Regions from separate parts of the Rattus norvegicus genome. Here regions 2 and 3 are each linked to region 1. The links are chromatin contacts, called in public Hi-C maps. All regions are on one chromosome and are shown on one strand. The core of a region is the stretch at or near the end of the contact, and the rest is flanking DNA. Distances in the headings are between cores, read along the strand shown.

Region 1 (4,776 bases), core at 2,058-4,557:
ACAACAGCTTACGGCTCCTCTTCCTTCCGTCTGTCCATACACTCTGCTAGGAATCTCACCGGAAGTCCTGTATACGGGAAAAGGACAGGCCCTAACCTCTTGTACAACCCTGACGGTTCCTGGTTTTGCTTATCAGATTATATCCCATCCAAGTCACCCCCAGAGCTGCCCTAAATATCTCTTACGGGGAAAAAAAGGGAGAAAATATTTTGTGTCAACCCTTTGAAGTATAACTCGAAAGTCATCAAAACAGTATATATGACAACTGCTAGGACAGACTTCTAGGACAGACAGACTCTTAAGGATGACTCTCCCAGAACACATCTGTGTTCTCAGGCTGCCTATCCATCCCCCTAAATACCTTTCTTTCTATTTTTAATAAACTCCAACTCTGCTTCCTACTGGTTTGTCCTGAACGTCTTTCTGCATTGAAGCCAAGGATCGGTGTCTTTGAGTCAAGACCTCTGAGAGGTTGAGGAAACTCCGGCGGCTGACTGATGCAGGTGACAGCGGATCCTTGACTCCCTCCCTGCTGTCACTGACACACCTCTCCCCACTGTGGAGACCCTACTGCACCACACTCATCTCTTGGGATGTAGTAGGGGGAGGGGGCACAATGGGGCAGGAGAAGCCTGTGTACTCTCTAGCTCTGTGTTCTTTAGCTGTTCCCAGTGAAGCTGAGCTGGACAAGAAGAGGCGTAGACTTACCTGCCTCTTGCAATTGTGGCATGACACAGGGCCTCCATTCTTTTTCTTTGTTTCTTTGTTTCTTTCTTTCTTCCTTCCTTCCTTTCTTTCTTTCTTTTTAAGAAAATAGACAATCTTCCACATTTATGTTGCCTCCCTCCCAACTATTTTTAATGCTTTATTTTTGTTTACGTATAGATGTCTATAGTTATATATACCCCTCGTGGGTACCCAGAAGAGGGTATTAAATCCCCTGGAGCTGGAGTTATAGGCAGTTGTGAGCCACCCAATATGAATGCTGGGAACTGCACATGGGTCCTCTGAAAGAGCAACAAGTGCTTGTAACTGCTGTGTTGTTTCTCCGGTCCCAGGCTCTCTGGATTCGGAGGTATCAGTCTTCCAGCTTCTGCCTTTGATTTCATATATGACCACATTTATTTAGCTTCCAATATAAGAAATCCCGGAGGGCTTAGGGGAAAAATCTAGGCAGGCAAGAACATCTGATGACCAAGCACGAAGATTGGAGTTCAAATCTCTAGCACTTGTGTAAGAAGCTGGGTGTGATCACATTCACCTATAACCCCAGTGGTGTGTGGGACAGAGACAGGAGGATCTCCTGGGCTTGCCTTTCGCCAACCTAGCTCCAGGTTCACTGAGAGGCCATCCTGTGGGGGGACAAGGCAGAGAGTGAGAGAGCAGGACACTTGCCATCCTCCTCTGACCTTTGCATGTGCACAGGTGTGCAAAGTGACTCACAGGCATGCGCGAGTGTGTACACACACACACACACACACACACACACACAAAGCAAAAAAAACTAGAAATGTTGACTTACACTTGTAATCCCAGTATATGGGACCTTAACTTTAATGGTTTCAATATTCTTGCCCCAGGGAGTGGCACTATCAGGAGGTGTGGCCTTGTTGGAGTGGGTGTGGCCTTGTAGGAGGAAGCGTGTCACCGTAGGGGTGGGCTTGGAGACCCTCCACCTAGTTGCCTGAGAGCTAGTCTTCTCCTGTCCGCTTTTGGATGAAGATGTAGAACTCTCAGCTCCTTCTGCACTGTGCTTACCTGGACTCTGCCATGCTTCCTGCCTTGATGATAGTGGACTGAACCTCTGAACCTGTAAACCAGCCCCAATTAAATGTTGTCCTTATAAGAGTTGCCTTGGTCATGGTGTCTGTTCACAGCAGTAAAACCCTAACTAAGACAAGGGACTCAGGTAGATAGATCCCTGGGCCTCACTGGCCAGTCAGTCTAGTCTACTTGGTGAGTTCAAACCAGAGTCTCTCCAAAAAAAAAAAAAAAAAAAAGACAGTATTTAAGAAAGGACACCTAGGGGTTGGGGATTTGGCTCAGTGATAGAGCGCTTGCCTAGCAAGTGCAAGGCCCTGGGTTCGGTCCCCAGCTCAAAAAACAAAAACAAAAACAAAAACAAAAAAAAAAAACAAAAAAAAAACCAAAAAAAAAAAAACCAAACACCTAAGATTGTCTTCTGGCCTTTCACACATATGTATACACACTCAAGCAAACACAGATGCACCCATACGTACATATGCACATGTACACTCACACAACGGAGCTCAAAGCCAACAAGCCAAGCAGTTGCCCCGAGTATGGAGTAAGAAAGTACTTATATAACATATGGGAGAGAGTGCCTGGTGCCGGGCAGGTGCCAAGGTAAATATCCGATCCAGCTGCTCTCCATCCACTCGAGTTTCTGATGGGTCAAAAGCACAGCCCATAATAAACACAATGTTGCCTCTGTCTGCTCTGCCTTTCACTCCTGGGGTTCTGCTGCAGACAGAAGGAACCAACAGCAACCATCAGAGAACCCTATTGAAAGTGTCACTCATCCATTGAAATGTCCTCTCCATTCAAGAATGCAATGATTAATTATTCATTGCTTTTGGAGCTGTAAGCGAGGACAGGGCTCTCTGCCTGAAAGCCAGAGCTTGACAAGAGTAGATTTCCAACTGCCAGATTTTGGTCACGGCCTGGCTCCTATGGGATGGACCCCAAGTCTCAGATGTGCAGGGCTGGGAGGCAAGCTTCAGAGGGAGCGACCGTTCCGTGCCCATTCCATGCCTGCGATGGGTCTCTGGGAGTTATTTCCCTGCATGGGTGGCCCGAGTCCTTTGGCCTCCAGCCCCATGGCTCATTCCACCACTCTGGGCAAGCAGAAACCACCCACCCCAGTGCAAGTCTTTCTTCCACGGCTCAATGGCACGAGCACCTCATTAATTCTCCAGGCCCGAGGTTGGGGATTACGTCAGAGTCTTACACCCGCACTGTAAGTGGTCTAAATGCCAGGGTAACCGGATTTGTAGGACTGCCTTCGCACCACGGGTGCAGACCTATTAATACATAGTTCTGGAATATGCTTCTCTTCCATCGGTTGTGCTTCTCCAGGACAGCAGGTTTCAAAATGGAAGCTCAGTGTCCAGCCAGGACGCAGGCACGGGAGCGGGTGGAGGATTCTTCTGGCTAAGGACCTCTTCAGGGTAGGTGAGATCTTGCTGATGTGTCCCCAGGAGGAAAAGGGGACAGAGCTAAGCCATACGGTGTGGAGTTTCACACATCTCTCTAAAGATGAGCTTCCTGTGGTGTAGACGCTGGACTGCTGCGGGAGGAGGGGGAGTATTGGGCAAGGGAGGCACAGTGACACATTTCCTGAGGCCCTGGGCTGTGAGCCTGCACAGCGGAGGCAGAGTGCCATCTGGTGGCCATAGGTTAACATTGCAGGTACCATCCGGGCCTTTTTCTTAATAATGGAGCACTGAGAGGGGACTCTTTTGGGCTTTTGGAAGATGAGGAGGCCAGATATGCCCACTCCCACTCTTCATTCTACCTCTGTATACTCACAGTCTCCCATCCTCCTTGAACCATACAATGACTTCAATGACTTCAAGTACTCAAAGCAAAGGAGTCCCTGTCTCGCCCCTGCCTGAAACACAATACGTTCTTCTCCAGTCTGCTGAACCCCACACTTTCCAAGCTCCATCTGTGGACGTGTTTGCACCCTCAGAACACCAGCCTCACGGGTGTTCATGCTGATAGACCAGATCACAGGGCATCTCAAGAGCCTCTGACACCCTGAGGGGCTGTGGGTGTCTAGGCACTGAAGTGTGTTTGACGTCTGTCTTAGTTAGGGTCTTATTGCTGTGAACAGACACTATGATCAATGTAAGTTCATAAAGGACAACATTTAATTGGGGCCGGCTTACAGGTTCAGAGGTTCAGTCCATTACCATCAAGGTGGGAACATGGCAGCATCCAGGCAGGCATGGTGCAGGAGAAGCTGAGAGTTCTACATCTTCATCTGGAGGCTGCTAGCAGAATACTGGCTTATAGGCAGCTAGGATGAGGGTCTTAAAGCCCACACCCACAGTGACACACCCACTCCAACAAGGCCACACCCACTCCAACAAGATCACACCCACTCCAGCAAGGCCACACCCACTCCAGCAAGGCCACACCCACTCTAGCAAGGCCACACCTCCTAATAGTGCCACTCCCTGGGCTGAGCATATGCAGACCATCACAGCGTTGAACCCCACCATCCCACTCCAACCCCCCCCACTCCCACCCCTCACCCCACCCCCACATTAAAGACACTGCACTTGATAAAATGTTAGGGAACACCGGTCTATCCGACTCGTCCAACATGTGACCATGTTGCTGTCTTTTCAGAACAGGAAGACGGCTCTGGCTGTGACAGTAACGTCCCACACCATGATTGGCTTAATTAATATTTTCTTAGTTCTGGGGCTAGAAGTCTGAGGTCAAGGTCTTCTTAGAGTTGGTGTCCTTAAGGCCTCCCAAGGGCACTACACAGCTGTTATCTCCCTGTGTCCTCAATGGTCTTTCCTCTGCGGCTGACTGTACCCTACTCTACTTCTTACAAGGACATCAGTCATGTCGGAATAGGACAGATCCTCCTGACTTCTTTTTACCTTAGTCACCTCTTTGAAGGCCTTGTCCCCAAATGCATCCACCTTCTGAGGAAACGCTCCCCTTCTGGGGCGTAAGACTTGAGCATTTTGTTGCCCCTGCTCCCGGTTGCCCAGTAGACTTGATGGTAGGATC
Region 2 (4,786 bases), core at 2,035-4,534, 330 kb before region 1:
AAATTGAATGAAGGCTGGGAAATGCTGCAGGTATGTTGGGAAAGCAAAGAACACACTGGACGAGTCCTGCCTTGAGGTTGCCTGCAACAAAGGTACAGAACCAGTTTCCAGACAGAGGAAGGGTTTCCAACAGGGAAAGGGGTTTTGTGGGCAGGGACTAGGGGCAGATCTCACCAGTGACCCTCAGTAACACACATGGACAGTGTATTTCTGGTATCGAACCACCACACACTTTGGGGGGGGGCATTGATCCCAAAGGTGAAAGGAGCTGGAGGAATGGCACGGCTCCCAGCACATGGCGTTCTGGCCTCTGTGTATTGCCTGGGGGCAAGACAGAGATGTAGTAACAGCTCTCTCTGGTGATCTCTGCTTTGGGGACACAGGTCAAATTTGGAAACCATTCTGCAAACACACATAGGCCCTAGTGAATGTCTGTTTCTGGAACAGAGGTTGTAACACATGCGTACTGTTTTGATGAAGTTTATCGTCAGAGGCTTGGCAACTGGGTGTAGGGATAACAGAGCCTCAAAACAAAGGGAAAAAAATCAGGAGAGTTTCTCATTTGGGGACAGAAAGCTAAGCCAAAAGCTAAGCTAAGTTTGGAAATTCCAAACTAAAGGGGAGTTACTAGGGGGAACAATTTGGGGGGCCATTTTGAACAAAGTGCAGCTCCATTTGTTCAAACACATTTTACTGAGGAAGCCACAAGCCACAACAGTGCTAAGCAGCCATCATTACAGAGCTGCTCCCCAGAACTCCCCTCATCTACCCATCCATGTTTGCCAAGTACCAACTTTGGGCTGTTACCTGCAGTCAACCACACAGCTCTGTGGACCCTACATCTGGTGTAGGTTTCTATGTGCCCAGTCCACTTCGCCCACAACCTGTAGAAAAGTGTCTTTAGCTGCTCGTCACCATCTTCCAAAGGAAGTGGGAGGATGGTTTCCCCATTCTCTCTCTGCCTTGGATCATGGCCTCTGAGAGGATACTGGTTCATTTGTCCCCGAGGAGTGAGGAGTCCAGCCAATGTTTTATGACCTGCGACTTGGTCCCTACATTGGCTTCTATAGATCTGACAGGGAATAGTCAGGCATAAGGATTTAAAAGGAAAGAGCCCCAGAGATGTATGTGTACATGCTCTAGGGGCATGAGAGTGCCATTGGGGTTCTGGCCAGGTCTCCTGGGAACTGTGGGTACCACACACACATGGTTTGATTGAAGGACAGAGGACAGAAGGGGAGGGGTGAAAGGGGGCGGAGAACATAACGTTCACACATATTAGCTTCCAGGAACACCAGGGTCAATGTGTAAAAGATAAAAGTCATCCCTGTCAGCGAACCTCACCAATTGCACAACTTCCTACAATCTGACTTTGGAGCTGGCTCTTGAAGAGAATGTCCCAACCCTAGTGACAGTGGATTCAGGAACTCGGGGAGATGACGACATTTGTTCAGAGGTTGAAGTCCTCTGAGCCAGGTCACTTCTCCTGGCTTGACAGCCTGTCACAGCCTAATAATAGCAATGGGACACTTTGGGACTTCATAGTGGCTCTGTTTAGCTCTCACACTGGTGCGTGCTGACATGACATGGAGGACAAATGACAAGGATCGGCCAGGATGCTCCCGGTGAGCATCTGCCAGCGACTGCATGTACAGTCAACAAAGCTTTCGGCTTAATCTTCACTACAGCCCGAAGAGACGATGTTTTGGTTAGACCTTGGGCCAGAGGGAAAGTGGATGTCTGTGTGTGTTGATGAAGTTTAATGGTGCAGCAGAGTCTGCTGGAATCCTTGATGCTTGCTGTCTTAGAGATTAGTTCAGTGTCCACGGGACTGGGAATAAGGCTGAATGTAGACGTCACGGACCCATCCTGACCTCGGTGGGTGCAGAGGTGACATATGTGTGTACCCCAGTAGCAGAGGGGAGTCACTGAACTGCCACAAATAAATCTTGTCTCTAGGGGCTAAAGGGGACAGCTTCAGAATACCCCCTATGACTCCTGCCTTGTCTCTTTGATCTGCCATCTTGGGAGTGACGGTGTGTCAACCGGGCCCCTGAGATGTAATGGGGCTCACACAAATCCATGGGCCAATGTCTCCTACATGAGCTGCTCAGGGGGACTATTTCTGAATAAATCATGAAGTGAGGAGTGGTCAGAGATATCTCCCGGGACTCCAGTAGCTCTGGACACACTGGAGAGGACTCTGGCCCTTTGTGAGCAGTACATGCACGGTCAGTGACAGAAAGGAGGTAGACCTCTGAGCAGCTAAGGTGGAGAGGACCAAGAAATCATCCCACAGCAGAACAGGGGGGCCTGGGTCTGTCCCTAGTGTGAGGAGACAAAAGAAAGGGTTCCTGTTCCCCCAGGCAGGAGCAGTTGGGGATCAAGTAGGGAGTATAGAAGGCACCCAGTAGGAAAGGCCCTGGAGCTCACTTGGCCATAACGTCATGGTAGAGAGCCACCAGCCCACAGTGAGGCATCTGTCATCTGCCAACATGAGGGTGTTGGTGACGGAACTCCGCCATCTGCCTTTTCACTTGAGATCCCAGGTAAATATATCTTGGGACAGGTAGAATGTGAGGAAAGAGACGCCGAGCTGTTAAGTCATAGGCGTGGGGCTGCCCACACAGAAAAGCAGGGAGTCTGATGGTCTGGCAGGCCTGAAGGCTGCTGGAAACGGAGGGTGGGAACCGGGGTAGCCAGGCAGGAAATGCCTTCGTCTCTCAGGTTTCTTGAGAAGGAAAGTCGGGCTGTTCTGAAGGGGAACTTAGAGACCAGGGACCGGATGTGAGTGGGGACCAGGAGGAGGGAGGAACAATGGCCATTCTTCCACCACAAGCTGACCTTCCCCGAAACAGGAAGGGCCTGCTAGGAGGGGAGGGTCAGGCCGAGGGACAGGAAGGAAGGGGCCTGAGGAAAGCCAAAGACCTGTGTACTGTGTTTGGAATTCACAGGCCTCCCTGTCTGCAGGTCCCGAAACAGCCAGCAAAGTCGGCTCACACTATAGGGTGTGACTTTCCCAGGCTCTGCTGCCTTCACCTCTCTGTCTCTGGCCTCCTCAGGACCCTGATGTGAGGTCTTGCTAGGCTTCCCAGGGCTGGGTCTTGCATGCTGAATGAGTGCTTGTTACAGGTCCCTGACACCTACCGTCTTCACACATGGGGAGGAGTTTCCAGAAAAAATAAAGGAAGGTGGCCAAAGTAACCAAGGCACACAGCCTCCTCCTATTTCGAAAAGACGCCTATCTCCAAAACAATCGTGGCCGCCCATTAAACAGCGCTTGTTCAGGACAGAGGAAGGGCAGCATGCCGGATCACTGGGCTTTCCAAAGAAAACACTCCCAGTTGTCCGGCAGGCAACAATGAACAAAAAAACCTGAATGGCATTCACACGAGAGGGTGGGGAGCCTGGGCCAGGCCCTCAAGGTCCTTGGGCGACGGTACAGGGCTCCCAAGACAGGAGCCACATCCAGCACACATGGGTCCTCACCCATAAGGACACAATGACCAGATGCTCTTCTGGAAGCCACAAAGAGGCCTTTGCAAGGAATAGCATCAGCCAGTATTGTGCTCTTGGACTTCGAGTCTCAGACTTGAAGGTTCCTCGTGTTGTTCAAGCTTCCTAGCTTCAGGTGTATTTGTTATAGCCTTCTTAGTAGACGCTGAGAAGTTGGTCTCAAGTAGAATGGTTGCTTATTATGGGCTGGGGGAAGGAGAGGGTCGTTAACCTGGCTAGGGAGCAGTGGGTGGGAGAAATCACTTCTAATGTTTTTGTAGGATGGTAGGGCCGCTAAGGTTGAAAACAACGTATCAAGTATTTTAAGAAAGTTTAAAAAGGGAAAGGGGTTCTGGTACACAGAAATGATAAATATTTTATGTGATACATAGGCCAATTGCCCTGATGTAACTTTCATACCATGTATACAGATTTGACAACATGTTATGTTTTGTTAATATATACAGTTAGCATTGTCAATTCACTAAATATTAAAATGGGACAGGGGATGTAAATGAAGTCTTTGGGGCCACAAAAAGCCCCAAAGGTGTTGGACTCATTGCCTGTCCAGTTGATTGGCTGTTCCCTCAAGGCCACAGTGAATATCCCCATAGCTTGCTGTTCTTTTAGGCTTCTTGTACCAATTTTCAGGGTTGCGTGCAGAATGGAGGAGCCCGGGGTCCTCCCCTGCCCTATGTCTTCACCTAGGATCCCCTCACCCTAGGTTAAAGCCAGTGTTAACCTATCTAGAGCCTGTCACTTTGTCCACTACAGTCTTAGGGGCAAGTCAACATCAGGAGAGGTCAACTTACCGTAAATGGGTTCCCTTTTGCCTGCAAATGAATCTAAGGATCAAACCAGATAAGCAGGGGCTGCAGAATGTTTTCGGCAAAGGGAAGTAGAAACGGACGTTCTGTGCGGTTCCTGGAAGGCACTGGGGCTTTTTGTGGGGGAAGTGACTGCTCTGTAGACAAGAGGCCAGATCAGAAAGCTGCCTGTCACCTCGGTCTGAGGAACCTAGGGGGCTCTGTCCCCAGCTTCGGGGATAACCAACCCTGGCCACTTCCCTACAGTGATTCACCTTCTTGAGGACCCTTAGGCATTCACTCCATCCCAGGCTGCACCTCCTTGCCCTCTTATTCTACCAAGGTTTTCTACTTCTTCCCTTTCTCCCCTGTATCTTTCTTGAGACAGTGTCTTGTACAGCCTAAGGTGGCCTTGAACTGCTGATGCCCTCTGGATTTATAGTCTGGGATAGTCTTGCTTCAGGCTTATGAAGTGGGGAGATTGA
Region 3 (4,284 bases), core at 992-3,491, 360 kb before region 1:
TGTAGAGAAAATTGCCACACAACAGATGTATTTGAAAGGATGAAAAAGGGCCCCACTGTGTGAAGCACCTCTGCAGTGGCCCCAAAACAGTTAGGTATGTCTCTTGTGAGGAAGAAGTCCCCATGAGGATACAGTGAAGAAATGAGAGCCTTTAGCAGGTTGTCCCAAGAAAAGACACCTACTCCCTTACTGTCAGTCGAAGCCTTAGTGTGTGCCTCAGGGACTCAGAGCTCTCAAGCAGTACTGGAATGTTAAATGCAGGGGAAAACAGACCCTCAAAGCATGTGGCCACCATTTCTTCCCATCCTAACTCCCTTCTGTGTCCACTTTTTCCAGTTGAGGAAGGGAGGAGAAGAGGGAGGAAGCTGGCTTTAACTTTCTGTGTTAGAGCTCCACCTTCTACAGTCTCCTTGGAGCCTTTGCATTGTAGGCTAGCAGAAGGGTAATCCTCCTCTCTTAACAGTAGCCAATAGGGTGTCATGACAGCAGAGGTGGGACTCCAGCACACAGGACCACATAAGGACCCACTGTTCCCATGGAAGGCACACAGATTTGTCTTTGGTCAGACATACCCACTCCCATTCACCTCTGGGTATGGGGGTCTAGAATGTTCTTCATTGTTAACTCACACACTGTTATCTTCCAGACTTGCCCAGCCCCTCCAGAAAGCTCAGAGTCCTGTTTACTGTCTCTTTTTTCTGAAACAACCCATTCTCCTTGTTCAGTTGCACATCCGTCCATCTACGCATCCTGCATATTAAATATATCTTCACTGTGAGTTGGACCCGATCGATCTCTTACTGAATGGCTTTATCTGTTCATGACAATTTCTCGCAGTCTCTGGTTCCCCAGGCCGAGGGTGTTTGCACACACATTTTGTCATCTTCTCCCTCTAATTTTGGACTAGATTCCCACTCTCCTTTCTGTGTCTGTGTTTTCCCCATGATCTCATGCTGTTTGGGGCTTACGAAATGCTCCCTGTTCTGAGACCTCCTGATACCCTTGCTCTCCAGAACAGAGGATGGAGGGGCCAGCAGGATATCCAGGTTTGTCCTTTGCTTGTCCCCGCCCCCACCTGGAACCTCATCTGGGCCTGATAGGACAAACCCTTGTGGTCAAGGCCTTATCCCATACACCTGTCCCTTTAAAACCTACTTATTTTTAAAAGAAACATTGAAGCATTTTTTTTTAGTATATAAAATAATGGATTTCATGGTGACATTTTCATACATACATTTTATATTTGTTCCCTATTGCCCTCCCCTGTCCTTCCCCTGCCCCTCAGTCATTGTCCCTCTCCCTCCCTCCCTCTAAATAAGGCCTCCTGCTTTCCTGCCATTTATATATGGGAATATAGCTAAATCTAGTTCCATATATGAGAGAAGACATGACACTTTATCTTTCTCCCTTCGCTCCCCTCCCCCACCCCTCTCCCCCACATCCCCTTCCCCACCCCATTTCTCCCTCCTCTTCCCAACTTCTCTCCCCCAGCTCCTTTAAGTTCTCCTTTCCCATACCAACCCACTTCATATTATATATGTATTCTGTCTTCCAAGAGTCACGTCATATTCACGTACATAATGCATATGTAATCCAACTGTAAAAAAGCTGCATGCAAGGAAAAAAAAAAAAGAGTCCTTTTACTCCAGAGACAAGTGGCCTTGCTGAGATTAGCCACCCAGGAAGTGACTCCCTCTAATACCTACAGCATGCTCTGTGGAAGCAATCAGGCACCATGCACATGTGTACATGCATGTGTGTGTGTGTAAACTTTCATATATACATATATGTGTGTGCATGTGCACATGCACCTGTGTGTGTACACATGCATTATGTGTGTGCATGTGCATATGTACATGCACCTGTGTGTGCACACATGTATTATATATGTGCATGGGTATATGTACATGAACCTGTGCGTGCACACATGCATTATATGTGTGCATGGGTACATGCAAGTGCAATTTAAGTGGAAACAGCAGCACTTCTGGTCTGGCTCTAAAGTGCTTGGCTAGCCTTGCAATCCTCTTTTCACCAGCTCTGTTCTGACAGGAGGGCAGCTGTTACTGTTCGATGTGTGGAGAATACATCTCCGTGGAAGAGACAGGGGGAGCCAGGACACCAGGCTGAGTGGCCTCAGAGCAGGACGCATGCTCTCCAAGATTCTATTTCAGGATTGTCTGAGACCAGTGAGTGTTCTTGCCACAGAGGAATGCTCCCTTGGAGGCGATGGCTAACCTGGCCAGGCAGGGCAGGAATGTACGGCCTGTGGTGGTGACGCCTCCTCCCAGCAATGTGTCCTGCTTCCTGCTTTGAGTCACATGAGCTTTTTTTTTTGTCTGCCTCCCACTACAGCCTGCATTTTGCCCTTCCGTGTTGTCAGTGTGGGGGAATCTTCTGAGTCTGGAAGCCGTGTTGTAAAACTCAGAGCTGTTTTCAGCGTGCCTCTGTGACGTAAAGATGTTGGGAGGAGGGAAGGGACACAGGAAGGGAAAGGAGAGAGGAAGGAGGGCAAAAGGACAAAGGGAGAGAAACATCTTGCTGACGTTAAAGAAGACCGCATTTTACAGGGTAACATTACTGATTCCTCCACCATCCACCCCTTCTAATTTACTAGAAACCGAGCAGCCTGTTTGGAAACCCATAGCTTGCTGCCCCACCCCACCCCCTGCCAGCCCCCGTCCCCGCCCCCGCCCCCACCCCACCAACTCCTCCCTCCCTCACATTCTCCTTTGACCAAAGGAGCCGTTAATTGTTGAGAGTTTGAAAGCTACCTGATTCCTTGATACAGAGGGGGATTTCCATGAGTCATAATTCAGTCCCTGCTTGTGAGGGCACTGTAGCTAAAGTAAATCGATCCAGCTGATGAAAAAGGGCCCCTGGGGACAGAGAGGTCAGCTCTGCAGCTGGGGCAGCTGCTGGGGTTGTCACATGACTGGCTGTGCTTGCTCAGGCTTGCCCCCCACCCTCACCCCGTGCCCTCATGATCTCCCTGCACCCTTGCGATCTCTTCTTTGCCTCTAGAAGGCCCAGTTTGCAGCCTGGCTGGCTTCTGTGAGGGGAAGGTGATTTTCCAGGAGGTTGCCAGCCTCCTCCACTTGAAATGAGGGATTAGTACTGGTGAGATGGCTCAGCTGGTAACACGGTGGCCACACAAGCACGAAGACCCCAGAACCCACATAAAAAACTGTGTGTGGGACTTGCAATCCTAGTGTTGGGGAAATAGAAACAGGCTGCTCTCCGGGTTGGGCTGGCTGGTCAGCCTGGCTTAATTGGTGAGTCAGAGCCAGTGAGAGACCCTGTCTCAAAATCCAGGATGAATAGCTCTGGAAGAATGATAGCCAGGGTTGACCTTTGACCTCCCCAGGCCCGGACACACATATGTCAGTCTGACACACACACATACATGTACAGATCTAAAACAGCATACTGAAAATGGCTCCCTCCTGGAAGTCCTCTTTGCTGCCCCGGCAGGTTCTATGGTGTTTTGTTGAAGCCTCTCTCCCTGAGAGGTTCTGCTATCTGGACATACAGTTCCTGTTCACCAATACGATCTGGCAATAGTAACTTGCAACCTGAAGTTCCAGAAACAGCCGGTTCCATCACCGAGATGGTAGAGTTCAAGCTGCCGGCTGGCCAAGGCCGCAAGAGTTAATTTTTATCCCAGTGGAAAAAAAAATAATAAACATGGCATTAGCAACTACATGTTTATCAATTTGCAGTTCATTTCCAGCCAGGCCATCTCCCTCCTGTGTGTTTTTACTGCTGGCTGATGATCCGGAGTACGCTTTGCGAAACCGTATGCGGCTGTTAAAGCTCTGGCCTCCGTTGCACTTATGCAGTGTTTTCCAACTTAATTGCATAGTGCCATTTGGCTCCTCATGCTGCGGCCTTCCAACTGGCAGGTCCGAATGATAAAGAAGCTGCAGTAAAGCCAAAGGGCCTGCTAGGGGGTCACCTGGCAGCCGGGAGACCCATGCGAGGATTTTATTTTTCTGCTTTTGTAAGAAGCCCCCCAGTGAGCATGAGCTCATATTGGACCACCTTCTCTGGGTAGGAATGGATCTGTTGTGTTTCTTCACCTTGTTTTACGGGAGGCTGATGTCAGAGGAGGTGCTGAGAACAGCTGTCAGGTGCAGTTAGGGATTCTGACCAGGAGGACGCTGTCGGACAGCACCAGTGTGTGGTTGGCTCAAGGGCGATCGCTGGTCCCACAGCTCAGCCTGCATTTTCCTTTCAAGTGCTTTGTCCTTGGCAGGACGACAGCTCTCACCCATAGTGTCA

The links. Hi-C and Micro-C count contacts between places; a contact is called where the count stands out from the background.
Region 2: a Hi-C map of liver shows a contact between it and region 1, with 6 times the contacts expected there. The contact joins two enhancer-like sites. A contact is called at or near these places in 2 of 12 Hi-C or Micro-C datasets (both in liver).
Region 3: a Hi-C map of prefrontal cortex shows a contact between it and region 1, with 3 times the contacts expected there. The contact joins two enhancer-like sites. A contact is called at or near these places in 10 of 12 Hi-C or Micro-C datasets (the A7r5 cell line, the Rat2 cell line, Schwann cells and 7 more).

What each region holds. Positions count from the first base shown.
Region 1 is chr19:71,366,747-71,371,522 of GRCr8, reverse strand. No RefSeq gene overlaps it. Among named protein-coding and RNA genes, the nearest start is that of Tarbp1, 23 kb to the right of the region's middle. Within about 2 kb of position 3,307, at least 79 of the 93 cell types and tissues checked have an H3K27ac peak or open chromatin away from gene starts, as enhancers often do. A contact at or near this core is called in Schwann cells, hepatocytes, kidney and 2 more, where this site is marked.
Region 2 is chr19:71,693,254-71,698,039 of GRCr8, reverse strand. No RefSeq gene overlaps it. Among named protein-coding and RNA genes, the nearest start is that of Tomm20, 140 kb to the left of the region's middle. Within about 2 kb of position 3,284, at least 29 of the 93 cell types and tissues checked have an H3K27ac peak or open chromatin away from gene starts, as enhancers often do. A contact at or near this core is called in liver, where this site is marked.
Region 3 is chr19:71,726,293-71,730,576 of GRCr8, reverse strand. It overlaps LOC102547807 (a long non-coding RNA gene), which reads right to left. Exons shown (of 6, transcript XR_010060536.1): 4 at 2,775-4,284; 5 at 2,239-2,447; 6 at 1-1,608. Among named protein-coding and RNA genes, the nearest start is that of Tomm20, 100 kb to the left of the region's middle. Within about 2 kb of position 2,241, at least 82 of the 93 cell types and tissues checked have an H3K27ac peak or open chromatin away from gene starts, as enhancers often do. A contact at or near this core is called in Schwann cells, hepatocytes, kidney and 2 more, where this site is marked.